Linked DNA regions of Sus scrofa: region 1 is linked to region 2. A link is a contact called in public Hi-C data. All regions are on one chromosome and are shown on one strand. Each heading gives the region's core, a stretch centred on a gene start, on an enhancer-like site or on the middle of the called end of the contact. The rest is flanking DNA. Distances are from core to core; before and after follow the strand shown.

Region 1 (6,159 bases), core at 57-2,556, 780 kb after region 2:
ACAGCCATGCCAGATCGGAGCTGCATTTGCAAGCTGCACCACAGGTCAAGGCAACGCCGGATGCCTAACCCACTGAGGGAGGCCAGGGATGAAACCCGAAACCTCATGGTCCCTAGTCGGATTCTTTTCCACTGAGCCACAACGGGAACTCCCCTTTATACTTCTTTAGCAATCCTGCATATTTACACACACACACACTCACAAATGCTTTTAAAGTGAACGATTCAGACTTTGGAATCGTACTTAATCCACCTTGATTAACAGGCGTCCCAGGCCCTCTGCCCCAAAAGTACTCTAAAGGAAATTTTATAGTCGCTGTTGTCACAACTGATGTTACCACCTACCAGGTAATCTTTGGGAGTAAGTGAGAACCGTTTCTCACAAAGAACAGCGTGAGAACGGAGCTCACAAAGCCAGAGCAAGGCCCTGTTACCCCTAGAATGAAAATAAAAAGTAAAAACAAAATGCTAACGAGATTATTATGAAACACAGGGAAAGTGTGTGTATCCCAAAGGCCACCCAAAGCCGTGTTGCTCAAAGCATGGTTCCCAAACAGGCAGCACCGTCTCATCTGGGACCTTGTTAGAAACTCTGACCCGCCTCCCAGACCAACCGAAGCGTCATTTGCATTTTAACAAGGTCCCCAGGTGACTCGCCGGGGGGGCGAGGGTCTGAAACACTAAGTCATGGAGGAAAAATCTGAGTACGACAAGCAAAAACCCCGTGTCTACATAAAAACCACAAAGTTAAAAGACAAGAAAAGCCTCGGAATCAGAGGTCTGAAAGAAACGAAGCTGACACAGGATGTTCGGGGGGAACGACCGCAAACACGGAGGGGAAAGGGCAGGAACGTGTAGGGCAGCGCAGAAGGGGGGCCGCGGGAAGCCACGGCCCGGCGGGGCGCACCTTGCTCAGATCCGCGGCGATGGCCGCCAGCAGGTCCTCCTCGCGCTCCTGCACCATCCTGCGCAGGGCCTGGAGCTGCTGCAGCCGGAAGGCCAGAGGGCGCGATCGGCCCGTCTGGAACGCGGCGCGCAATCGCTGGACTTCGCGCTCCATGGCCGGTCCTGCAGGGACAGGGCGATCGGGCGCCGTGGCGGGCCGCCCGGACACCGGGAGGCCGGCGGCGCCTCCCCCATCTCCCGGCTTCCCACCCTGCCTTCCGGACCCCCGCCATCCCGGCCCCTGCCACCCCGGCCGCACCTCGGTCCCGAGCGCGCTCGCTCCGCCGCCACCAACTGCTCGACCCGCGCCCCGCAGGCCGGGTTCGACACCGAGGCGTGCGCCTATTGGCTGGCGCGGCCCACGTGACCGCCGCAGGCCGGACGCCGCGCGCAGCTCCGCCCCCAGGACTCGGACGGCGGGGGCGGCGGGTGGGGTTGGGATGCGGGCTGCGGGGTAGCGTGGCCCCGGGGGCGAGGGGCATGGGCAGGCGCGGGGCCCACCGGCTTCGAAGCCTGCGGGGCTGCCCTTGGGCCGCCCGACAGCCCCTCCTCCGCCGGAGCCGCCTGGACCCCGCTGCGGACGTCTGCAGGATCCCGCCCAGGTGAGTGCTCGCCCCAGCCGCCCGGAGCCCTCCTTAAAGGGTCCCGCAGGCCCCTTCCGTGGGCGCAGCTCCTCCAGGAAGGGGCTGCTTCTCGGACCCTGTCGTGCTGCCCCCCTGCCACATCCGCGCAGCTCCGGTCGCTCTCTGCGCTTCACCTGTGCGGGTTGGAGGACCCTTTCTGGCCTGTACCGGGGCTGCCGTGCACTTCGTCTGCCCGTGGTCTGTTTGTCGTGCCCTGTGCATCTGCTTTACTCTCTCCGGGAACGAATGCGGTGTCCAGACGGGTAGGAGGGCCCCTGCCTGGGACGCCAGGGCTGGTGCTCCTTCAGAGCTGGGGCTCCCTTCCCAGACGCCGGCGTCTTGCTGACTCGCTGCGTGCTCGCTCCTGTGCTTCTCTTGAAACCTTCAAGGAATGTATCCCGTCGTGGTTGGGGCATATTCTTTGTCCGGAAGAGATAAAACTGCTGGAAACCGTGCTTCTCCAGAGCGCTTCCCTCCGTGGGGGAGACGGGGCCCCTGGGTGTAGTCCTGGGTTTGGCCAGGAAAAAACTCTTCTGGCCTTACTATCCGCTGTTCTTTGGTTCCTCTTCTCAGCGCAGTCGCCCAGCTGGTCATTTCCATTCGCTGGAGACACCGGCTGGAGCGCCAACACCTGTGCGCTTCGCGTTTCCATTTCTCTCCCTGGGTTTTTCTGTGCTCGACCTTCCTCCTCTCACAGACGTTAAGTGTTCAGTGCCCTGCGGTCCAGTCCTTGGGCCTCTTCTCTTTCCACAGTCAGAACCTTATCTATTCCCATGGGTGGCAGTCAGAGAGGGTTTCACAACCCATCTCCACTCCCGCCCCCGCCCTCCCCCCTTTTTTTTGCTTTTTAGGGCCACACCTGCAGGATATGGAACAACCCCGGCCAGGGCTCGAATCGGAGCTACAGCTGTGGGCCTGCATCACAGCCACAACAACGCAGGATCCTTAACCCACGGGATCAAACCTGCAACCTCATGGTTCCTAGTCGGATTCGTTTCCGCTGTGCCAGGAAGGGAGCTCCCCAGTCCCACCCTTGGAGCTCCAGCAGCTGTGCTCAGCCACGTGCCACTCATCCTGAAAGTTGTCATGGGCATCTTTGAACGTGGGGTGTATCCGTATCCACCAAACATATTCGCACACCTCCCCCAGTGTTGCTAGGCTCGGTAAACGGTGCCAGGCTTTATCCCGTTTACTAAGGCCGCCCTCCTTGGAATCATGCTGGATGCTTCTCTGTGGCCCTAGCTTTGAAAACGTATGGCATCGAAGCCCTTGTGCCCTAGTGGAAGCCATCATCCTTTTCACCTGCAGGTTGTATGGCATCCTGCTGGGTTCCTTGCTTCTCCTGCTCCGTCTTGCACAGGCCCGTTTGCAGTCTGTCCTGCAGACCCCAGAGGGTGTGAACAGCTCTCCCCAGGGGGCAGGAGGAGCAGGAGTCAGAAGGCAGCAGAGGACAGCAGCTCTCCCCACGTGCACCCACGTGGCCTGTAGTGAAGTGAAGCTCAGTCGGTTCCTGACTCCAGCAGCCCTTTCCTCGGTCCAGGGCCCCTCTGTCCTGAGTACAGGATGCCAGCCAGGGCATCTCCGGGGGGGGGGGGGGCACAGGCACTGGCTTGTGTTTTAGCTGCCGTGAGTCTAGGATGTCACCCGTTCTTGCTTTTGCCGTCTTACTCTTCAGATGCTCTCTGGCTGCAGTAATGAATGCGGTTTCTCTTTCCAGGGCTGGACCCTGACACGCTCTGCCACGGCCTGGCCTCCCCTTGGCTGTGATCCTTTCTCAAGGCCCTTGATCTTGTCACGTCCCTGCTCAGGGCTTTCCAGTGGCTTCCTGTGACATTTAGAATAACTGGGTGCTTTTCGGACCGTCTCAGCTGTTGGGTTCAAGTCTCTGGCAGACGTGTGAGAGGCGCGAGCCGCTCAGGTGTGCTCTGGTCATTTTCCTGGTAAAGCGTAACCTTTTCTTGTTAAGTTCATCCTTCACAGTTTCCATCCCTTTTGTTTCCTTTGTGGGCGTGGCCCTCTCTTTCCTTCCAGATTCTGAAGGGCTGTTGTTTGTCTGTTGAGAGGTGTTAAAAGTCGGCGCGTGAGGTTTTTTTTTATGTTGAAGCAATTCTGAATTCCTGTCTTTGCTTCTCCAGGTTTTGCATCGATGCTCCGTGCTCCCTGTGGTCTCGTGGTTGGGCAAGCTCATGGGTTTTTCCAAGGACACAGTCCTAGCAGCGACAGATCCTTTTATATTCTCGTCTCCAGATGTCATGCCACTGATGGCTTTTTTCTGGGTGCCGCCTCCGCTGGTATAATTGATGGGGGGTGTTGTATAATTAGTATTAGGTTCGTCATGTAATTAATTGAGGTGGCAGTGCTTGTCGTCTTCAGGCGTCAGAGGTAGTGCTTCTCGTGCTGCTCTGCTACATAGCAGCCTGGGTTTGGGGCTGACGTAAACCCTGTCGGCAGCAGTGATCAGTAAACAGTCTGTATCCGGGAACCAGAGAGGGTCTTATCTGAGCAGTCGCCTGCGAGACGCAGACTCGGGAAGCCCCTGGATTGTTTTCTTCCAAGATTACGAATCGAGAGGCTTTCCAAAGGCATAAACTGCATCAAGAATTGGGCTTGGCGCTGGCAAGAAGCAAGCCTGCTACTGAGCCCGGGATTGCTTGGGGTTGAAACGGGTGCGATTGTGTAAGGGGGACTTTGAGACCATAAAGCTGCAGTTGGCAGCTGCTGGCAGACACTGTTCTGAAGTCAGGTGTTGGTGTCCTGGACTCTGACATGGTTGAGAAAACTCAGGTGCCCAGGGTGACACGAACGTGTCTGAAGCCACCTCCACAGCAGCCAGTCGGCTCCATTTGGGGTGCCTGACCCGTGGTGGCTTCCTTTCTGATTTTTTTTTTTTTTTGTCTTTTTTGTCTTTTTTGCTATTTCTTGGGCCGCCCCCGCGGCATATGGAGGTTCCCAGGCTAGGGGTCGAATCGGAGCTGTAGCCGCCGGCCTACGCCACAGCAACGCAGGATCCGAGCCGCGTCTGCAACCTACACCACAGCTCACAGCAACGCCGGATCGTTAACCCACTGAGCAAGGGCAGGGACCGAACCCGCAACCTCATGGTTCCTAGTCGGATTCGTTAACCACTGCGCCACGACGGGAACTCCCCTTTCTGATTTTTAAATGATCTTAAATACATCCTTAGCACATAAACACACACACACATAAACAAATTAATGTGTGCATCTTTTAAAAAACCGTGTCCAGGAAGTACCCATGGGGTCAGCTTCATTGGATGTTTTCAACAAGGAGGGTTGAGGATTTTGTTGTGACTCTTCCCCGCCCCCCTTTTTTGCTTTTTAGGGCTGCACGTGCAGCATATGGAGGTTCCCAGGCTAGGGGTCCAATCAGACCTGCAGCTCCCAGCCTACGCCACAGCCACAGCCACACCAGATCCGAGCCGCATCCGCAACCTACACCACCTCTCACGACAATGCCAGATCCTCGACCCACTGAGTGAGGCCAGGGATCAGATCCACATCCTCGTGGATACTAGTCCGCTTCTTAACCCCCCGAGCCACAGCGGGAACTCCTGTCTTGACTCTTTGGTGCCTCTGGCGGTGACCCTCTCATTGTTCTTAAATGTGCTGGGATGATAAACCATATTAAGTGGTTTCCTCGTGTTAAGTAATCCTGAATATAATGTGCTGTTCTGAGCTGCTGGATTATGTTAATATTTGACTTAAGAATTATGCAATGGTGGTTTCAGGTAACATTGATCGTGGCTTCAGTTTTTTGTGTAACATCTTCCTAAGGGTTGATGGTGATGGCATTCATGTTACACGCATACTGTACATAAAGAAAATGAAAGCTATTTCCTTTATGAAGGCTCTGAAACGTTTCCAAAACACAGGAAAGGTCTGTCTGATAAAACGCGGGTGGAATTCTGTGCGGTTGTCACGGCTGGTGTTTTTGAGGAGTTTGTCGTTGCAGCTTTCACAGTTTCTTCTCTGAAAATCAAGTTCCTTTAGACTTTATTATCTTCGGGGGGGGGTCAACTCGGCAAATGATACAGAGTTGCAGAAATGTATCCATCTTGTCCAGATTCTACGCGTGCATAATTCTGCAGCACAGCCTGTCACGTGCTTCTGGGGCAGGTGGCTGTGTGGTGACACCCACATCTGCATTCCCTGCAGTGACCAGGCTTTTACCTCCTTCAGAAAAGTCTGAGAGCAGGATGGACCAAATGCTGGCGAAGGTCCTTGAGGGACTGCTTTTGCTCTGGGTCCAGCCAGTAGCTTTTCACCATGCAGACGGGTCTGCATCTGCCCCTGCTGCTCTGTGGAATTTCAGTCCTACAGCCATCGAGAGCCTTCCGTGTCACACACACACACACACAGGTGCTCCGTGGCTTTACCACGACTTTCTGGAACTGCTGTCCTTTGATGGCTTAATGAGTAACTGACCTCGGCGTCATCTCTCTTGGGTGACCATGGGGCACTGGGCGCCTGCGGGTATCAGATGCATGTCAAGGTGGACTTTGTCATACTCTCTTTGGGACACAGACCTGTCACCTATTTATTACTGTCTCATTTCTACCCACCCCCGTCCTG
Region 2 (6,169 bases), core at 3,250-5,749:
AGATCTTTCACAGAAATCACCATTTGTCCAAAGCTCCCATTTGGAGTTGGTGGGGCCTGATTGGACAAGGGAGCCATGACTTAGTTGCCCCTTCGGATTGAGGAGTGAGGACAATGTCACTAAAATGAAGGTTGAAGTTCAGTTAAGTCTCATGAGATGTACTTTCCAAAGAGGATGAAGTAGAGATTGCTGCAAAGTCTCCTCCGTCCCGTTGGGCGTGCCATCTGGCCTCTGGACAGCATGACTTTGCCGGCCCTTGGACAGGGGCTGCGTGTTGTGAACACTGCTGTGTTGTCAGTGACTTCAGACTTCCCGGAAGCCTGGGGGCGGCAATTAGAAAATATCTAGAAAGCAGGTGCAATACGTCTCCCTTCACAAGGACACTTTACTCTCCTGGAGCCACCAGGGTTAAACAGCCCCCCCCCCCCCCCCGACCTGCACGCTTCTGCTCACATACACACCTTTTTCTAGTTTTTCTCACTGTCTTCAAGTGTTCCAGGCCACTTCCTCTCTCTGCCATTCTGTTGAACTGCTGCATTATCATGACTTAGCTGCTCCCCTTTGATGGACGATTAGGTCATTCCCAATTTTATTATTACAATGGCATTGTAAGCACTAGGCAGTTATTTTGTTCTAAGCACTTCACTTGTAATCCCCGTAACTACTCTGAGATGGGTGTAAATCACTTCAGGGATCGTTCTGGAAAGTAAGAGATCCCAAGAGAATTAGAGCAACAGCCGAAACCTTTTTTCCTCAAGGGATTCACAAGACTGCAGACCTGGAAAGCCTGCCAACTCATAGTGATTTGGCACAAAGGACATACAATGGTGCAAGTCCTCTTGCCCAAACCACTAGTCTTCACTTAGCTATTCAGTGGGACTGCCTTTATTTTTTAGGTTTATTAAGTGTAAAGCATAGGAAAGAACTTTTAACCCTCAAAACCCATCTTTACTAGCAAAAGGCCTAATCAGCTAGTTAAGCGTAGCAGAAAGGCTGTCCTATAAGCACTAGTTTGAGGACATCCTCAAGGGAAAGGGACCTAGTAAAACTTCATCAATTTTCTGAGTCAGAGCTGTCATTGGAGTCCAGTCCTTGGTTTGCCCCTAACAGAAACTAGGCCTTAAAACAAAAACAGAAGCAAGGACACACACACAAAGCCTTTTGGGACTGGCAGGACATAACCTTCCAATCTCACAATAAATCTGTGTTCCCTTAATTCTAAGAAAGGCTTTTTTTGGGGGGGGGGTGGGACCACAACTGCAGCATATGGAAGTTCTCAGGATTCTTTCAACTGTGAGCCACAATGAGAACTAAGTTGAGGCTTTTGAAAAGCTTCATGTCTCATTACCATCTTCCTTTCCCTTTTTTTTTTTTGGCCATTGAAGGCATAAGGAGTTCCCAGGCCAGGGATCAGATCCAAGCTGCTGTTTCGACCTAAGCTGCAGCTGCAGCAATGTTTAATCCTTAACCCAATGTGCCTGGCTGGAGATCCAGCCTGAGTTCCAGTGCGCCCAAAAGGCTGAGGATCCAGTTCCACCACAGTGGGAACTCACTCCATTGTTAACCAAAAGTTTGATATAAACTCCATTGTTACTGATAAGTTTGATAGAAGCAGCTTTTCCTGCTTTCTCGCCCTTTCCTTCTACCACTCCAAGAAGTTGAAGCATTAATTCACTAAGCCTAAAACAAAGCCCTGTCTCCAGAGTCTAACTTGAGGAAAAGTAAGTATTCCTATTTTTACATACACACATTTTTTTGGCTGCACCCACAGCATATGAAAGTTCCTGGGCCAAAGACTGAACCCACAACTGTGTTGAGCTGCTGCAAGGACACCACCAGCTCCTTAAACCCACTGCACAGGGAAAACCCCTTAATTGTTCCAACATCTTATGTTCAGGTAATCAAATGGATTTCTAGAACAAAAATTTAAGAAGCTAATGCTAGGGCAACAGTTCCTAAAATTATGGACTAAGCTTTTCTCAGGTACACCTATAATAACAGAAGTTGTTTCCAGATGTGGGGCATGCCTTTCTACACCTCTGGGTGATTCTTACCACTAATGTTGCACTTGTGGTTACAACAGCTCTAGTACCAGAATAGCTACTTCCCTAGCATAAAGTTGAGAAAACCAGGTGGGCTTCCAACTTCCTCCTCTGCTTTGCAAGCCTCTCCTCTCTCCCAGTTTTGTCTCAAGTTGAGAACCACCACTGATTTCCATTACAGAGAAGTGACTGAAGGAGAAAAAGGTTGAGAATAAAGCCTTGTAGAGTACCTTGTGCCCAGAGGTTCTTACTCCCTTAGTTTTATTCATATTGGAAATACAGTGTCTAGCACTTAGTGGCATGGGAAAACAAAAAAAGCTCGTGTAGGACTTAGATTTTTCTTACAATGAGGTAAACCTGTTATTAGGAGCCATCTTAATTGGCTAACACCAAAATCAGCAAACTGCCTCAGATAGGATACCCTTCCTAGCCTGTTAACTAGGGCTCCACTTGATTCTCCTATCAGTTCATATAAGCAAGGTTCTATTTCATTTCCTACCATTCAACACTTAACTGTAATGCCCTAAAGAGGAAACAAAAAGCTAACAGCCAAATAATCATCTTAAGACTTGAAAACAATTGAGAAGCCTTAACCAAAAATACTCTAGAAGTCTTAATTAGGTTACTATTTGAGAAACAGGCAAGTATGCTTTCCCTCAATATGCCTTCATACTCCAAAAATTTTAAATGGCTCACACTTGGAAATAGCTTTAATTACAGTAGAATCTTACCTGACTTGTAAAAAACCCTGGACAAAGGACACAGTTCGTACGCAGTGTTTAACCAAAGTCAAATGACTTAATTATGGTCACATGGACAATCTCAAAGTTGTTAGGAGCCTCTACCACTACATAATTTCCGAACAGACAACAAATACACTACCATGCAACAAAACCTTTATTAACATTTTGGACAGGTTCAGCTATTACTGAAACTGGTAATTTCTAAACTTAAATTGGGGCAAATGGCTAGAGTGCAGAGTAATGCCATCAGTGGGCATTATGAATGCAAGACTGGAGAATTAGCAGCCACCCCTCAGACGGAGGACCAGATGGAGAGTGGACTCTTTCTGGATGTTGTAATCAGAAAGAGTGCGGCCATCTTCCAGCTGCTTGCCTGCAAAGATGAGCCTCTGCTGGTCAGGGGGAATGCCTTCCTTATCCTGGATCTTGGCCTTCACATTCTCGATGGTGTCACTGGGCTCCACCTCCAGGGTGATGGTCTTGCCGGTCAAGGTCTTCACGAAGATCTGCATACCACCCCTCAGACGCAGAACCAGATGGAGAGTGGACTCTTTCTGGATGTTGTAATCAGAAAGAGTGCGGCCATCTTCCAGCTGCTTGCCTGCAAAGATGAGCCTCTGCTGGTCGGGGGGAATGCCTTCCTTATCCTGGATCTTGGCCTTCACATTCTCGATGGTGTCACTGGGCTCCACCTCCAGGGTGATGGTCTTGCCGGTCAAGGTCTTCACGAAGATCTGCATACCACCCCTCAGACGCAGAACCAGATGGAGGGTGGACTCTTTCTGGATGTTGTAATCAGAAAGAGTGCGGCCATCCTCCAGCTGCTTGCCTGCAAAGATGAGCCTCTGCTGGTCGGGGGGAATGCCCTCCTTATCCTGGATCTTGGCCTTCACATTCTCGATGGTGTCACTGGGCTCCACCTCCAGGGTGATGGTCTTGCCGGTCAGGGTCTTCACGAAGATCTGCATTTTGACCTATAGAGTTCAAGAAAACGTACTGTATCACCTCACGATGTTTCACTATTCGTATCTAACCAGTTCTTTGGAACGACCTATTACTCCAAAATGCCTTGAAGAGATTAAGGTCCCTCACAAACCTCCCCCGATTTTGACTAGACTACGCGAGAATGAAGCCACCGAACACACGATTCCTTAGTCAAGATGTCAATCAAAGCAGGGTGGAGAATAATCGCAACTGCTTGCCCAGACCAGGATCCAAATCTTTCTCAACTGCTCCAGATACTTCGTTAGGTTCGCCGCCGCCAGCCCCCAACGTCCCCCTAACCTAATGACGGTAGCATTGAAATTCCCGTTGGGAGGTGGGTGCGACACCCTCTCCACGTCAGGATTCGGAACAAGGTTTCCAGAAGCCCGGCTATACTACCTCTTTCCCACCTTCCCCCCTGGGGCAGACACGATGGAATCTCCCTCGCTTAAGTGTCCGTTGACCTCTGCGGGCGCCCGCGCCAAGCGCCCCCGCGCCCCACACGTAAACAAGGCCCGCTCTTCCGCAAAGGCCGGCGCCGCGTCAGCGCGCCTCCCCTCCCCCACCCCGCCCCGCCTGAGACCCGCCGGGTCGCCCGCCCCGGGAACCCCTCTCCACTGCTCCCCACGCTCACGGGCGAAGGCTCAGTACCTGTGAGTGAAGGCACAGACGCTGTGAAGCCAATCACACCGAATCACCTCGACCGCAACAGCGAAACCGCCAACAATGCCAGTCGCTTCTGAACGCTGCGGCTCGGCGGGGCCGAAATTTATGCAACGTCTGTTGCGTCACTCATCACGCTTGCGTAGGCGCCGTATCCGTGCGCTGCTGAAAGTAGTTCCCTCGGCCTCACCTCCGCGACGCAGCGAGGCCCCTCAGCGGAGCCCTGAATTCCTCAAACCGGAAGAAAGGATCCTAAAAAATTCAGCTCTCCTCTCTTCCAGGTTGTTCTGCTCCTCCTTTAGGAAAAGGTAGGGAAATGATCAGGCGGATGAATTCGAGTTAAGGGGATCTTCCTCGAAAGCTCTGGAAACTTCCTTGCTGCGCCGGTGCTGATTGGTGAGGCGTGGGAGGCGAGGCCGGCGCTGATTGGTGGCTCGGCTGTTGCTGGGCTCCCTCCGGGGTGGTTCAGCGCCGACGTTGCTAAGTAACTGAGTGCGCGTGCGCGGCAGAGGCGCGCCTTCGCCGGAGACGCGTACTTCCGGCGGGAGGGGGAGGAGGGGTGCTTTGCTCCCGCCACGGAGGCCCGGACCCCTCCAATATTGTTTTCGGCGAGGAGACCGCCGGCTCTGCGGCGACTTATCGAGAAAGCCACCCGGCCCGGTCAAGAGAGGTCCACGACCTGGGCGGTGATGTCTGCCCTAAAACACAAGCCTCCGCATCACACAGGCTGGTTTTTAGTTGTCTGTAGAGCAGCGTTGTTGCGCTTTAGTCACGCTTTACTGTTAGGATGCTCCGGCCTTGTCTGGGACGACGAAATCTAGACATCGTTGATGGGACACGCTGCCGGGCCCGGGGTCTGCCCGCACCGCGGAGGACCCCCCTCCCCACGTCCCTTCCGCGGAGGGTCTCCCCTCCCCCACGTCCCTTCCGCGGAGGGCCTCCCCTCCCCCACGTCCCTTCCGCGGAGGGTCTCCCTTCCCCCACCGCGGAGTCCCCGGTTCTCCCATCCCCCCAACTCGCGGGCCCTGGCCCGCTCCCCGCGCCAGGTGACCCTGTGGCTCCGGCCAAACCCGCACATCCCCTCCCTCGCTGCTGTTCAGCCTGGTAGGGAGAGAAATATGTGGATTAGGGGCCTGAAAACCCACTTGAAGAGGCAGCATTCGGGTACAAGAAATAACCAGTCTCTTTAGCGTTCCGTTACTGTGTTGGTTGTGCAAGCGACGTTAAAGGGGCGTGTTTCCCTGCGCCCCGGGTGTGGCCGCCGGTCGGCAAGGAAGGTGAGTAAGGCAGGCGTGTTTGGACCGTGAGCCCTGCAGCCCCGCGTCTGAGTCATGCAGGTGGGGTGTAAATAAACATGCCCATGGCTGTTTGTCACGTGACATCCGCCTTCCTAAGAGGTGGTCTGAAGATGTGCTCAGTAGTACGAACTAGCTAGACACCACTGCAGAAGGTCGTTAGTCAGGAAAGGACAGCATTCTTTTTTAATGACTCTACCCAGTCTCCGATGTCAGGACAAATACTGAAGAGTGCTGCCTGGGAATGTTTATTTTTTTGGGAGCTGCTGGCTCTTGGCAATCACAAAGAGAAACTATGCCCCCCAGTTCCAATCAGCGTCTCTGTTCACGTTGCTGCTGTGGTCACTGTTAACAGATTTAATAAGTTCCTCCTAACACAGCAGCTCGCCGACAGTGGGGAGGTTGGGCTCGGAAGGCTCACCGTTGCTCAGACAATGACAAG

What was found. A called contact is a pair of places that touch in the nucleus more often than the background predicts.
Region 1: a contact with region 2 is called in a Hi-C map of liver, with 6 times the contacts expected there. The contact joins the promoter of ALDH3A2 here to the promoter of UBB in region 2. A contact is called at or near these places in 1 of 5 promoter capture datasets (liver) and 1 of 47 Hi-C or Micro-C datasets (liver).

The regions. Positions count from the first base shown.
Region 1 is chr12:59,952,371-59,958,529 of Sscrofa11.1, forward strand. ALDH3A2 (fatty aldehyde dehydrogenase) reads right to left here and starts at 1,307. Exons shown (of 11, transcript XR_002337385.1): 1 at 1,204-1,307; 2 at 907-1,067. It overlaps LOC110256118 (a long non-coding RNA gene), which reads left to right and starts at 1,422. Exons shown (of 3, transcript XR_002337387.1): 1 at 1,422-1,546.
Region 2 is chr12:59,168,342-59,174,510 of Sscrofa11.1, forward strand. It overlaps UBB (ubiquitin B), which reads right to left and starts at 4,500. Exons shown (of 2, transcript NM_001105309.1): 1 at 4,421-4,500; 2 at 2,948-3,759. The coding sequence starts at 3,753. The coding sequence ends at 3,064. The region is part of intron 2 of LOC102164714 (a long non-coding RNA gene); the gene reads left to right.